Linked DNA regions of Sus scrofa: regions 1 and 2 are each linked to region 3. Evidence: chromatin contacts called from public promoter capture Hi-C data. All regions are on one chromosome and are shown on one strand. Each heading gives the region's core, a stretch centred on a gene start, on an enhancer-like site or on the middle of the called end of the contact. The rest is flanking DNA. Distances are from core to core; before and after follow the strand shown.

Region 1 (3,594 bases), core at 878-3,377, 520 kb before region 3:
CCTACTCCCTGCTGTGCCCACCCCTTTCCCCCTCCTTCTGGGGACACAGAAGCCTTGGAGGTGCGGAGCTGGCCGGCAAGCCAGAGCTCTGGGTCCTCTGGGCCCTGCCCTGCCCTGGCCCCTGGGCTGGCTGAGGCCTCGCTGGGCCAGGACAGCCACGTGGGGCCTCCTGTGAGCCTCGGGATATGCCCGAAGCATGGGGAGCTGGGCTCTATCCAGAGAAGCAGGGGGAGGTGCCCCCTGGTCTGGGAGACCCTCCCAGGGCCCTGGGGTCTCCATCCCAGCAGAATGTACGAGGCCAGGATCCCACCCAGAGGTGAGAGGGTGGCCAGGCAAGTAGTTCAATCTGTCAATGCCTCAGTTTCCTCGGTCCTAAAATAGAGATAAAAATACCACCTCCTTCGTGGGGTTGGATGAATATTAATTAGCATTTGCATGAGAATCTCAGCTATGATGGTAGCTATGGGCCCTGGGTACCCTATGCCACAGGAGGAAAAGGTCACAGGCCCAAGTTTTCCATGGGTGGCAGGGTGCTTGGCACAGTGAGAACCAACAGCAGGGGCCTGGCTCGCTCACGGACACCTAAGGCAGTGGTGTCCCCCACCAAACGGTCCCCAACAGGCGACCAGGGGCTGGGACTTAGAGGCACGTCCAGCCAGAGCAGATGGAGCCTCAATCAATTGCTTGCCAGGCCGAGGGTGCCAGGACGTCACAGGAGATGGGTCCCTGAGCCAGCCTTTCTGTTTCCCAAGAATGAGCACGCCACAGGAATGAGCCGCGCCCTCTGCCAAGGGGCCCCAAAGCCCCCTGGAAAGGCAGCTCCCAGCCTGGTGACATGGTCCAGGGCCAAAGTGGGCCCCTGGGCAGTGCCAGGTGTGCCGTGGTCCCCACAGCGGCCAGGAGAGTGTAATCCCACAGAAACCCTACCGGAAGGTCCTCACTGCCACCCAGGGATATGCACCCCCACGTTCAGGCGCCTACAGCCAGGGTACAAGGCCAGAGCAAGAAGAGGGGTCTCTGGCACTGGGAGAGGCTGCTGCACGTGGCCCCACAAGCTCTTCCGGCCCCCTTAAAAAGGGCCTTCTGACCCAAAGAAGGGGACACCCTCCCCCCGCACGGGTCGCTGGAGTTTCACTTGTGTCAGGAGTTTGGGAAGGAGCGGTGGGCACCGTGCGAGGGCTGAAGGCCCAGGGCAGGGCTTCCACACTTCTTTGTGCAGGTCCCTGGGGTGGGAGGACTCAGTCCAGTGGCGGGGCTCGGTCCTTGGAGACAGTGCAGCCCACCCGCCCGCGGGGGCAGAGGTCGCGGCCAGCAGCCCCACGCTGCCCTGCACCAAACCTCAGTTTCCCTAAACCCACCGGGGATCCGCCAGCGCCCCTGACAACTTTTTTTCCTGCCAGGAAAAGTACAGAACAACTTGGGGGCGGGGAGCGACTGCGGGAGGAGACCCCGGGCGGCGGGCGCTGTACGCGTGGCACTGTTTACGCGAGAGTCCGAGGAGGCGCGGCCCGCGGGAAGATGGCGACGGCGCGGGCGGGGCCGGCCGGGAGGGGCTGTCGCGGCCCGGGCATGCCTCCTCCTCCAGGCTGGCCGCCGGGGCGTGCAGCGGCGGCGGCCGGGCTACAGGCTGGGGTCGGGCCGGGGGAGGGCGCTCCCGGGGCGTAAGCCCCGGGCCTGGGGGCGCCGCGCGGGGGGTAGTACCTGTTGTTCGGGGCCTTGCGCACCAGGCCAGCCGCCTTTGTTTTCTTCCTGGCAAAGTCGCCATCGAAGGGCAGCACCGAGGCGTACCCGTGCTCGGCCTCTGCAGACAGACGGCGCGGTCAGCTGGCCCCCGCCCGGGTCCCGGCCCCGCCGCCGCCCGCCCGCCCGCGGCCCGGCGCACAAAGGGGCGCAGGCGCTACCTCGGTCCCTGCGCTCCAGGTACTCGGCCGCCTCCAGCAGGATCAGCAGGGAATTCAGCTCCATCCTCCCGCCCACCCCGCGTGCGCGCTCCGGGACGGCGGCGGCCGCTGCCCGGCCCGCTCCGGCCGGCTCCGCTCGCCGCCTGCCCCGCGCGCCCTGCGGCTCCACTTCCCCGACTCTCGCGGACTCCTAGCGCGCTCGGCCGCCACCCTCCGCTTCGGGCCCTCAAATTGACACATAAGGGCGAGCGGCGGCCGGCACAACCAATGGGAGTCGGCGATCAGGCTCCGGGGGCGGGCACCGGACTGGGTCGGGGCCAATAGGAGCCGGCCGAACGCCTCGGGCCGGGCCGAGAATGTTGACAGATGCGAAGCTCGGTTCCGATAGGCCCGCCGCGGTAGTAACAATTTAGAAGCCCAAGCTTAGCAACAGCACGTGGTGGCCCGGCCCCCGCGCTCGCTGACTGGCGGCAGGCGTGCATGTTAAGTAGGCGCCGCGCGCCGATTGGCCCAGAGCGGTCTATGTAAAATAGGCACGGCGGACCAATGGCCGGCCTCGGGGCGCGCAGCCAATGAGGGCGCTGCGGCCGGACGCGTTGCCGAGAGGAAGCAGAGGGCTGTGGGATCGCCTGCCGCCCGGCCACGAGCCAGGGCCCGTTAGGGCGCAGGGAGCATCCCAAATACCCCGCCGGTGCGCCGGATCTGCACACACCGTGCACAGGAACCTGTCGCCCCGGGCCTGCTGCCATAACTGGCTTCGCGGAAGCTCGGGGCCTCGCGGTCTCCTCGGAGGTCTCTCGTGGGGCTGCAAAACGACAGCCCTCCTCGTCGGACACAGCGCGATCCCAGGAAAGGCTAGGGTTTGGAAGAGGGGCCTAGACGGAGGATCTCAGTAGGAAACTGAGGCCCGGAGCTGCAGGGGTCCCTCAGAGCTGCCCAGTGGACCCTAGGGCTGAAGGAAGGATGTGAGAAGAGAAGGGTGCCAAGATCTGCCGCCGCAGGGCTCCCATGAGTGGAGGGCTGCGTGCTCCTGTCTGGCCCAAAGGGTGGGGACATTCCAAGAGGCGAGCGCTTGTCCCCTCTGGCCATGGAAGCGCTTTCTAGGGAAGAGAATTGCCCTTCGTGGGAGGGGCGAGAGCTCCCGGCTGGCGGGCTGGCAGGTGGCCCTAGTGACGCCTGACCCTAAGCTGGCCCCATTGGAGCAGGGACTGGCAGGTTAGGGGCAGCCCCAGACTGGCCACAGGCCTCCTTAATTTTCCCTCTCACTGGTCGTTGAGACTGATGGCCTGGGAGCTCCTGTACAGGGGGCCAGCTAGCTGGAGATTCTGGGGTGCAAGGTGGCTGGACACCCCCTCCAACACAGACACTCTGCTGCTGCCAGCACAACAGGACAAAACTAAAAACCTCACAGTTTCAGCCTGAGGGCCTGTTGAAAGCTTTATATGCATTTCCTTGTTTCGAGAAGGACTGACAGAGCTGGGAATCCTGAGGTTAGGGACTCCCCAGGGTCTCCCAGCCACCCCTGCCCTCCCCAGCACCCTCCCCCCCCCCACTGCCTCCCCCATGGATTAGTGCTCCCATATGCTTGGCCAGGGCTAGTGACTCGGCATGGAGACCAAACCACCTCCTGGTCCAGCACAACTTGCAGGGGTGGGAGCCACCACTGTGGTGACCTGAGAAATGGGGTTAGGAA
Region 2 (3,518 bases), core at 338-2,837, 800 kb before region 3:
CCCTGCAAGGGTACAGCACACAGCGGGACCTCGCCGTGGAGCGCTTGGGTGGAAGTGTGAACAGTTCTCTAATTCCTTTTCCGCTGGCACACTGGGGAGGGCCCCCCTCGGTTCTGGCGTCCCCTGCTTTGGTGGGAAGGACGTCCAGGCGGGGTGCTTTAAGTGCTGCCTACCAGAGTCCTGCACTGGCAGTGCTGGCCAGGCCTTTGCACTCCAGCCCCTCAGTCAGGGATGTGGCTGCCCCTGGGAAGGGTGAGACCAGCAGTGACGTGGCTCTCGGCAGCCAAAGCAGACCCTGTAGGAGCTGGCAGCTGGTGGCTGGGCAGGAAGAGCCCCCTTGAAGGGGTCCGCAGCGGCACATCTGGGTCCACCACACAGGTCCATTATCCCAGCTGCAAGTCAGACTGATCTTCCCAAAGCTGGATCCTGACCACAGGCTGGCACTCCTGGGCCTGGCCGGCCCTCTTCCCCACCCCAGCCTCACTAGAACGGCAGGAGCCCCAGTAGTTTCAGGATTCCCCACGACATCCAGATCAGGGCAGTTCCGAGCCTGGGAGGTGGGGGGAATGTCTAAATGCACGCCCCACGGATATTCTCTAGAAGACCCCCCCCCCTCCACCGCGCCGGCCAGACTCTCTCCGGCCTGTTATCTTCCTCCCTGTCGTTGTTTGTGACTCTTTATGCCAGGTTTGTAATGTGGGCTCCAGGAGCGCAGGCATGGCGGGGACCTCTGCACCCTTCTCCGCAGCCCCGGGAGCTCCCTCCACAGCGCTCCCCTGCGAGTTCCAGCGGGGTTTCGCGTGCAGGGGCAGTTGGAACCTGACCTCCGCCTTCCCGGATCCGGGCGGCTCGAGCAGGCCCCGCGCCAGAGAGCCTCCTAACCGGAGTCTTCTTTCCGCCCCAAGGCAGGGGCGTGGGTGATCACCCGGGTGCCCGGCCTGCAGCCAGCGTGGAGGGAGCCGCGCCGCGGGGCCGGGGCCGGGACCGCGATCGCGCGGGGCGGCCTCGCGGGCGGCGATTGGGCGCGCGGCCGTGACGTCACCACGCGCGCGCTCCGGACGGCCAGTCCGGGCTCCGGGCCTTCGGTTGAGCCGTCGCCTGGCGCGCGCCCGGCCGAGTAGCGGGAGCAGGGCGCGCGCCCCGGCGCTGGTCTGAGGCGGCCGGCGGGGTCCCGCTTCCCTGGCTTCAGCGCGCCCTCGAACCCCGGCCCCAGCCCGCGCCCTGACCCCAGCCCCAGCCCGCGCCTCCGGCCCCCGCCGCCCCCCCGCCCGCGCGCCCCGCCCCGCCCCGCCCCGCGCGGATTTGAAAAGCCCGGCCGCAGCCCCGCGAGCGCGGCAGCCAATCAGCGGCGCGCACTTTCCCGCGGCTTCTGTGAGGCGGCGGCGGCCCGGCGGCGGCGGCGGCGGGCGGGAGGCGCGGGGGCGGGGTCGGCGTCGCGCGCGGAGAGCCTCGGCCTGGCCGCGCTGCGCCCGCCGCCGCCGCCGCCGCCGCCGCCGCCGCCCCCTCCCCTCCGCGGCCCTCCCTCCCTCCCTCCCCCGCGGCCCCGGCCCGGGCCCCCTCCCCGGCCGCCGCTGCCGCCGCCGCCGCCGGAGCCGCCGCGCCGGAGAGCCGCCGCCGCCGCTGCCGCCGGAGGATGCGCCGCACAACAGGTCACTGGCGCCGCCGGCCCAACCGCCGCGGGCCTGAGGGGCGGAGGGCGGAGGGCTGAGGGGCCGGGGCCGGCGGGCGGGCGCGGCCATGTTGGGCCCGGCGGCCGGCGGCTGCACCTGTGCCGCCGGCGGGCCGGGGCCTTTGTTCGCGGCGGCGCCGAGCGGGCCGGCCCGGCCTTTGTGAGGCGCGGGCCGGGGCCGGGCCGGCCGCGGTGGGAGGGGCGCCGGGGCCGGGGTCGCTTTTTGTCTGCGGAGGGGCCGCTGACACTCGGACGCCGGCCGTTGGTCAGCGCCGGCGCCCGGGGCCGCCGGGCCTTGGCAGGTGGAGGCGCGGGGCCCCGGCCCGGGCTGGCGGCGGTCGGACAGCGGCCGCGAGGCCCGGACACGCAGCGGGGCGGCCCCGGCCGCACGCCGGCCCTGCCCCACTGGCGAGAAGGCGGTTTAAAATCTCGGCATTTAAAAAATGCTGGTCTTGCGTTTGGGCAGCCCGGGCGGCTTCCCCTGGGTGCCCTGGCGAGGCGGTGGGTCTGCCGCGCTGGTGGAAACTTAGTGTCGGCGGGGCGTGCAGCCCCCCGGGCGGGTCATCGGGCGCTGCTGGGCTGCGTGTGCGTCCCAGGACCTGGGGAGGGAAGGCCGCCTCCGCGGGTGAGGTCCCCCCCGTCCTGACACCGCGCTCACCCTCTCCGGGTCTCGGCTTTAAATGACGCCGAGGGGCGCGTGCCCCAACCCCTCGGCAGCGGAAAGCTCACGTCGGCACCGCGCATCCGTGATAGCGGCTCGTGTTTCGTGCATTTGAAAATAAGGCCACGGTGGGAAATAAGTTAGGAGCCGTCTCATTTATGCAGCTGGGACTTTAGCTCTCTTATTTCCCCAGATGCTTTAAATGTCCTCGTCACAGAGTTAAACGTGATGGGAGCCGCGGCAAAGAAGCCCACCTCCAGGCAGGAGCGCGGAGGAAGCAGTCCTGGCAGCGCGGCCCCTTCCTGGTGTGCTTGACGTGTGCTGCGCACCCCTCAGCCGAGTTCAAATCTAAACTGCCGACTGGAAGTGAAGAGACGCATGCCTTAAGCGCGATGACTTTGAGTCATTTCCTCTCGGTCTCTTCCATTTTCTCAGACGCCCAGCAGCCTTCAGTTTGGGCCAGTGGTTAAAGTGAGGACTGACTGCAGGGCTGAGTCCGTGTGAGCTCTTGTGAGCGACGCTGATCAGTGTAGCACAAAGCCCCCTCCCTCCTGCCTGCATGACTGCCGAGAAGGCTGGCCTCTGCCTTCAGCAGTAAACCTTCCAATCTAAGAGTGTCAGGTAAATAACGTGGTAAATTTCGGAAGGTGCCGGGCAGTTTGTCATTCTGTGTGCACGCATTTATCCACGCGTACCATGTAAACTGACTTGAAATTTGTGGAGACAGAGAACAAAGCAGATAAACCGGCTACCATGTGTGGCTACTCCGCTTGTGATTTTTATTCAGTTGATTTACACAGGGCTGTTAAAATAGTACCTTCTTAAGGAGTTCCCTGGTGGCGCAGTGGGTTAAAGGTCTGGCATTGTCACTCCTGTGCCTCTGGTGGCTGCTGTGGCACCAGTTCGATCCCTGGCTTTGGAAGCTGTGGGCACGGCCAAATAAAACCGTACCTTGTTAAATACGAGGAATCACATGAATGAGTCAGAATTGCGGAAATTAGAGACCCTGTGGCTTGGTTACGGGAAAGTGTGTCGGGCTTTCCTTCTATTCAGATGACCTTTCCTCCTTCAAGTAGTCCAGTTTTAAAAGATTTATTTATATGGCAGAACGTAAAGTAAGTAGTCACTTCCTTTTCTATAGTTTGGCATTACGTTGTAAAACATGTAAAAGTAGGTGGAATTAGACTT
Region 3 (3,414 bases), core at 479-2,978:
AGGCTTCAGTAATGAAGACAGACGAGTCCACTGTGGAGTCCATGCTATTGCCACCCCCACGCCTGCCTTGGGGCGTGTGACAGGGGACACACTCGAGTCAGCTCTAAGCTTGTCTCGTCTACCTCTATTGCCCGCTCCTTGCAAAAGATGACACCTGATTTAATTCAAAGATCATCTGGACCCCAAGCCGTGTGAGAATACAGACTCTGAGCCCCTGAAGCTGGGGCCGACGGCTTCTTTACCTTTTCCCCTCCACCTGCTAGAACAGAGCTGAAACACAAGTGCCCAGTGGCGCATAAAGGCTTCAGAGAGGTTTAAACCCAGTGCAAGCCCCAGCCCTTACCAGTCGTGCCACCCTAGGAAAGCTACTTGTCCTCTGTGCTTCTGCCTACTAATTCATTAGCCTACTGATACCTCTTCCTCAGAGTAATAATAAACATTGTTTTGCTTTTTAGGGCGGCACCTGTGGCAGATGGAAGTTCCCAGGCCAGGGGTTGAATCAGAGATGCAGCTGCCAGCCCACACCGCAGTCACAGCAATGCTAGAGACAAGCCTTATCTGTGACCTACACCACAGCCTGTGGCAATGCCAAATGGTTAAGCCACTGAGCAAAGCCAGGGATCCTCCTGGATACTAGTCCAGTTCACAACCTGCGGAGCCACAGCGGAACTCCCAATGTTGTTCCGCCAACCAAGGAGCGTGTCTCAGAAGCTGCATGGAGAATGCCACCTGAACTGAACCCTAAAGCACAGAATGCTCTGAGACCACAGCACAGAAAACGTGAAAGCACTCAGCATCCAGGAGGGTAGCATTTCAGCTACCCTGCAAGGGACAGGGTTGTGTGCTGCAAAGGAGAGATGCACTCTTCCTCAAACATCCAGGAGCACCCCTATGCAGCCCCCATTCTGTGCAGAAAAGGCCCAGGATCCCTAACCCAGCAGCGTTCAGAGTCTCCAGGAGAACAGGCTGAAAGAGATCCGCACAGGGGACACGGCAGCAGAGAAGTGACTAACTGCCCGAGGCGCCTGCAAAGGAGCCACAAGGAAACACACGTGTGCTGGGTCTCCAAGGAGGGACAATAAATTTCCAAGGACTGTCATTCCAGCCCACCCAAAGCCAGAGGCATGACACGGGGCATACACGACACACGACGTCCAACTGTGCCAAGCGCTGGTCCGAGGACTCTAAGTGACAACTGCCCTCCCTCACCGCAGCCCCGGGACGCGGGTCCTCCCATCATCTCAATTTACAGACGAGGAAACAGGCGCAGAAAGGTTCCCACGCCTCCGGGCCACCGCGCGGCACACACCCCGCGGTAGGGCTCGCGAGTCTGCGCCGTGCCGCGGAGGTTCAAGGGTAGGGCCGCGGGCCCGGGGGGCGCGCTCCCACCCCCCCGTTTACCTTCTGGAGCGCTCGCGCGCGGGACACCCCGGGCATCCCCACATCGTGGCGCGTTTTCCTGCCCAGGACCTGGAACTTCTGCCGGTTGACTTTCACCTCGAATGGGTTGGGGTTGGGTCTCGCTCGGCCGCTCCGCGCGCCCGCCGGGGCCCCGAGGGCCTTCCCGCGCGCCCCGGCGGACCTGGCCTTCCCCATCGCGACACTCGCCGGACTTCAGAACCACTCAGAAGACACGTGCACCTCCGCAGCCCGGGGCGGCCCTCCGGTTCTCGCGAGAACTGAGCCCGTGCGAAGGGGAACGCCGGGAGAAACTCCGTCTCGCCCAGGCCCCGCCTACTCGCCCGCGGCGGAGCGACTACAATTCCCAGCAGCCTTCGCCGCGCGCGGCCTCCTGGGAGCGGTCGCGGCCCTCGCGGCGCCGGCCCGCCTCCGCACGCCAGCGGGAGAGCGCTCGGGCTCCCTCTCCCGGGGAGCCGTTGGCGGGAGTCGGCGCTGTGCCAGGAGGCGGCGGCGGCGGCGGCGCCCCTGCCGGAGAGCCCCTCCCGGGCCATGGGGCCGCCAGCCTGGGCCACCGCGCGGCGGCAGTGACCGCGGGAACCCGCGGCGGCCGGGCTGTCAGAGCCCCCCGGCCCGCCCACGCCCCGGACCCCGAGGGTCGGGCGGGAGGCCGGCGCCGGGAACGTCCGAAGCAGCGGCGGCGCGGCTGGTGGCCGTGGCAGCGGCGGCGGCGGCAGAAGCGGGCGGTGGAGGGGCTGCAGCCCAGTGTGGCACCCGGCCCGGCGCCCGGCGAACCATGCGCGGAGGACGCGCCGCCGCCGCCCCCTCGAGTCCGCAAACCCCGGTCGCGGCGGCTGCAGAGGCGGCGGAGGCGGCGGCGGCGGCGGCGGCGGCGGTCGTCCATGGAGCTCGAGAACATCTTGGCCAACTCGCTGCTACTGAAAGCGCGCCAAGGTGGGTGCACAGCGGCGCCCCAACCAGCCCTGGAACCCCGATCCCCGGGGGACCCTGCTGCGGGACCCAGATCTTCCGCAGAATCCCGAGCCGGTCCGCGCAGCCTCGCTCTCGGGCGCGGTCGGCTGGCGAGGGGTCAGTTTGGGCCCCCCTAAGGCTTAAGCTGCTTGGTCCCCTTTCAGCACCGCCTGACCCAAGTGAAGGTAGCCCGCGCTCTGCTCTGGTCCGTCTGAAGTCGCAGGGTCGCAGCGTTGCTTCAGCACCAGGCGACCCGTGTCCTACTGACCTGAGAGGGAGGAAGCCAGGCCAGCGAGTGAAGCCAGCAGAAGAGAACCATGTCTTGGTGGGATCTAAAGGACAAGAGGAGAATCCTGTAATCTACCCTGGCGAGGCCCTTCCAAGGGTGTTTAGCCTGTTAATTTTGACATAGCTTCTTGGCCTTTAGGTGTGAGAAGGTGTCTCAGACTTGACGGTGACAAGAGTGGATTTTAGCCCCACTAACGTGTTGAGTGAACAAGTCAGTAAGACTTAAGTGTGAAAACAGCAGTTGGCTCCGCCCTGCTCGAGACTCCAGGAGTAGAATCTCTGTCGAGGACCAGGTGTCTTCTCTCCTGCCTCTGGAGAGATGGGAGAGCAGGCAGCAGCGTCTGCCCGTGGTTCTTCCGTCCCTTCCCTCTTGCGCAGTCAGAGTCAGAGAACAGAAAGTACCTGCAGAAGGCTGCATAGTTAAGACAATTTGAAGGAGCGTTTTCTGCTCCATCTCCCAGGGCTTCCGTCCTGGGTGCAGAGTGCAAAGAGGTGCTCCAGGGGACTTGGGGATGCTGTTGAAAAGCGTCAGTAAGTTCATCTTGTGATTGGGGTAGTGAATACTGTGCTGTGTGAGAAATGAACCTGGCACACAGATGTTTCAGACTTGGGTTGTTTTTTTTTAAGTACCCCCCCTTTCCCATTTTGTCCTAAGTGCCTTTCTCTCAACACCCTGGAGATTCCGAATCAGAAATTCTTTTTTCTTTTCTTTTTTTTTTTTTTTGTCTTTTTAGGGCTGCACTGGCGGCATATGGA

What was found. Promoter capture Hi-C pulls out the DNA fragments that hold promoters and counts their contacts.
Region 1: a promoter capture Hi-C map of liver shows a contact between it and region 3, with 4 times the contacts expected there. The contact joins the promoter of MXD4 here to the promoter of GRK4 in region 3. A contact is called at or near these places in 1 of 5 promoter capture datasets (liver) and 1 of 47 Hi-C or Micro-C datasets (liver).
Region 2: a promoter capture Hi-C map of liver shows a contact between it and region 3, with 2.6 times the contacts expected there. The contact joins the promoter of NSD2 here to the promoter of GRK4 in region 3. A contact is called at or near these places in 1 of 5 promoter capture datasets (liver) and 1 of 2 datasets of contacts at active chromatin or transcription factors (alveolar macrophages).

The regions. Positions count from the first base shown.
Region 1 is chr8:1,214,680-1,218,273 of Sscrofa11.1, forward strand. MXD4 (max dimerization protein 4) reads right to left here and starts at 2,128. Exons shown (of 6, transcript XM_003482330.3): 1 at 1,902-2,128; 2 at 1,702-1,801. The coding sequence starts at 1,965.
Region 2 is chr8:937,245-940,762 of Sscrofa11.1, forward strand. It overlaps NSD2 (histone-lysine N-methyltransferase NSD2), which reads left to right and starts at 1,588. Exons shown (of 22, transcript XR_002346526.1): 1 at 1,588-1,649.
Region 3 is chr8:1,736,232-1,739,645 of Sscrofa11.1, forward strand. It overlaps GRK4 (G protein-coupled receptor kinase 4), which reads left to right and starts at 1,729. Exons shown (of 12, transcript XM_021100943.1): 1 at 1,729-2,352. The coding sequence starts at 2,301. NOP14 (nucleolar protein 14) reads right to left here and starts at 1,740. Exons shown (of 18, transcript XM_005666511.3): 1 at 1,402-1,740. The coding sequence starts at 1,596.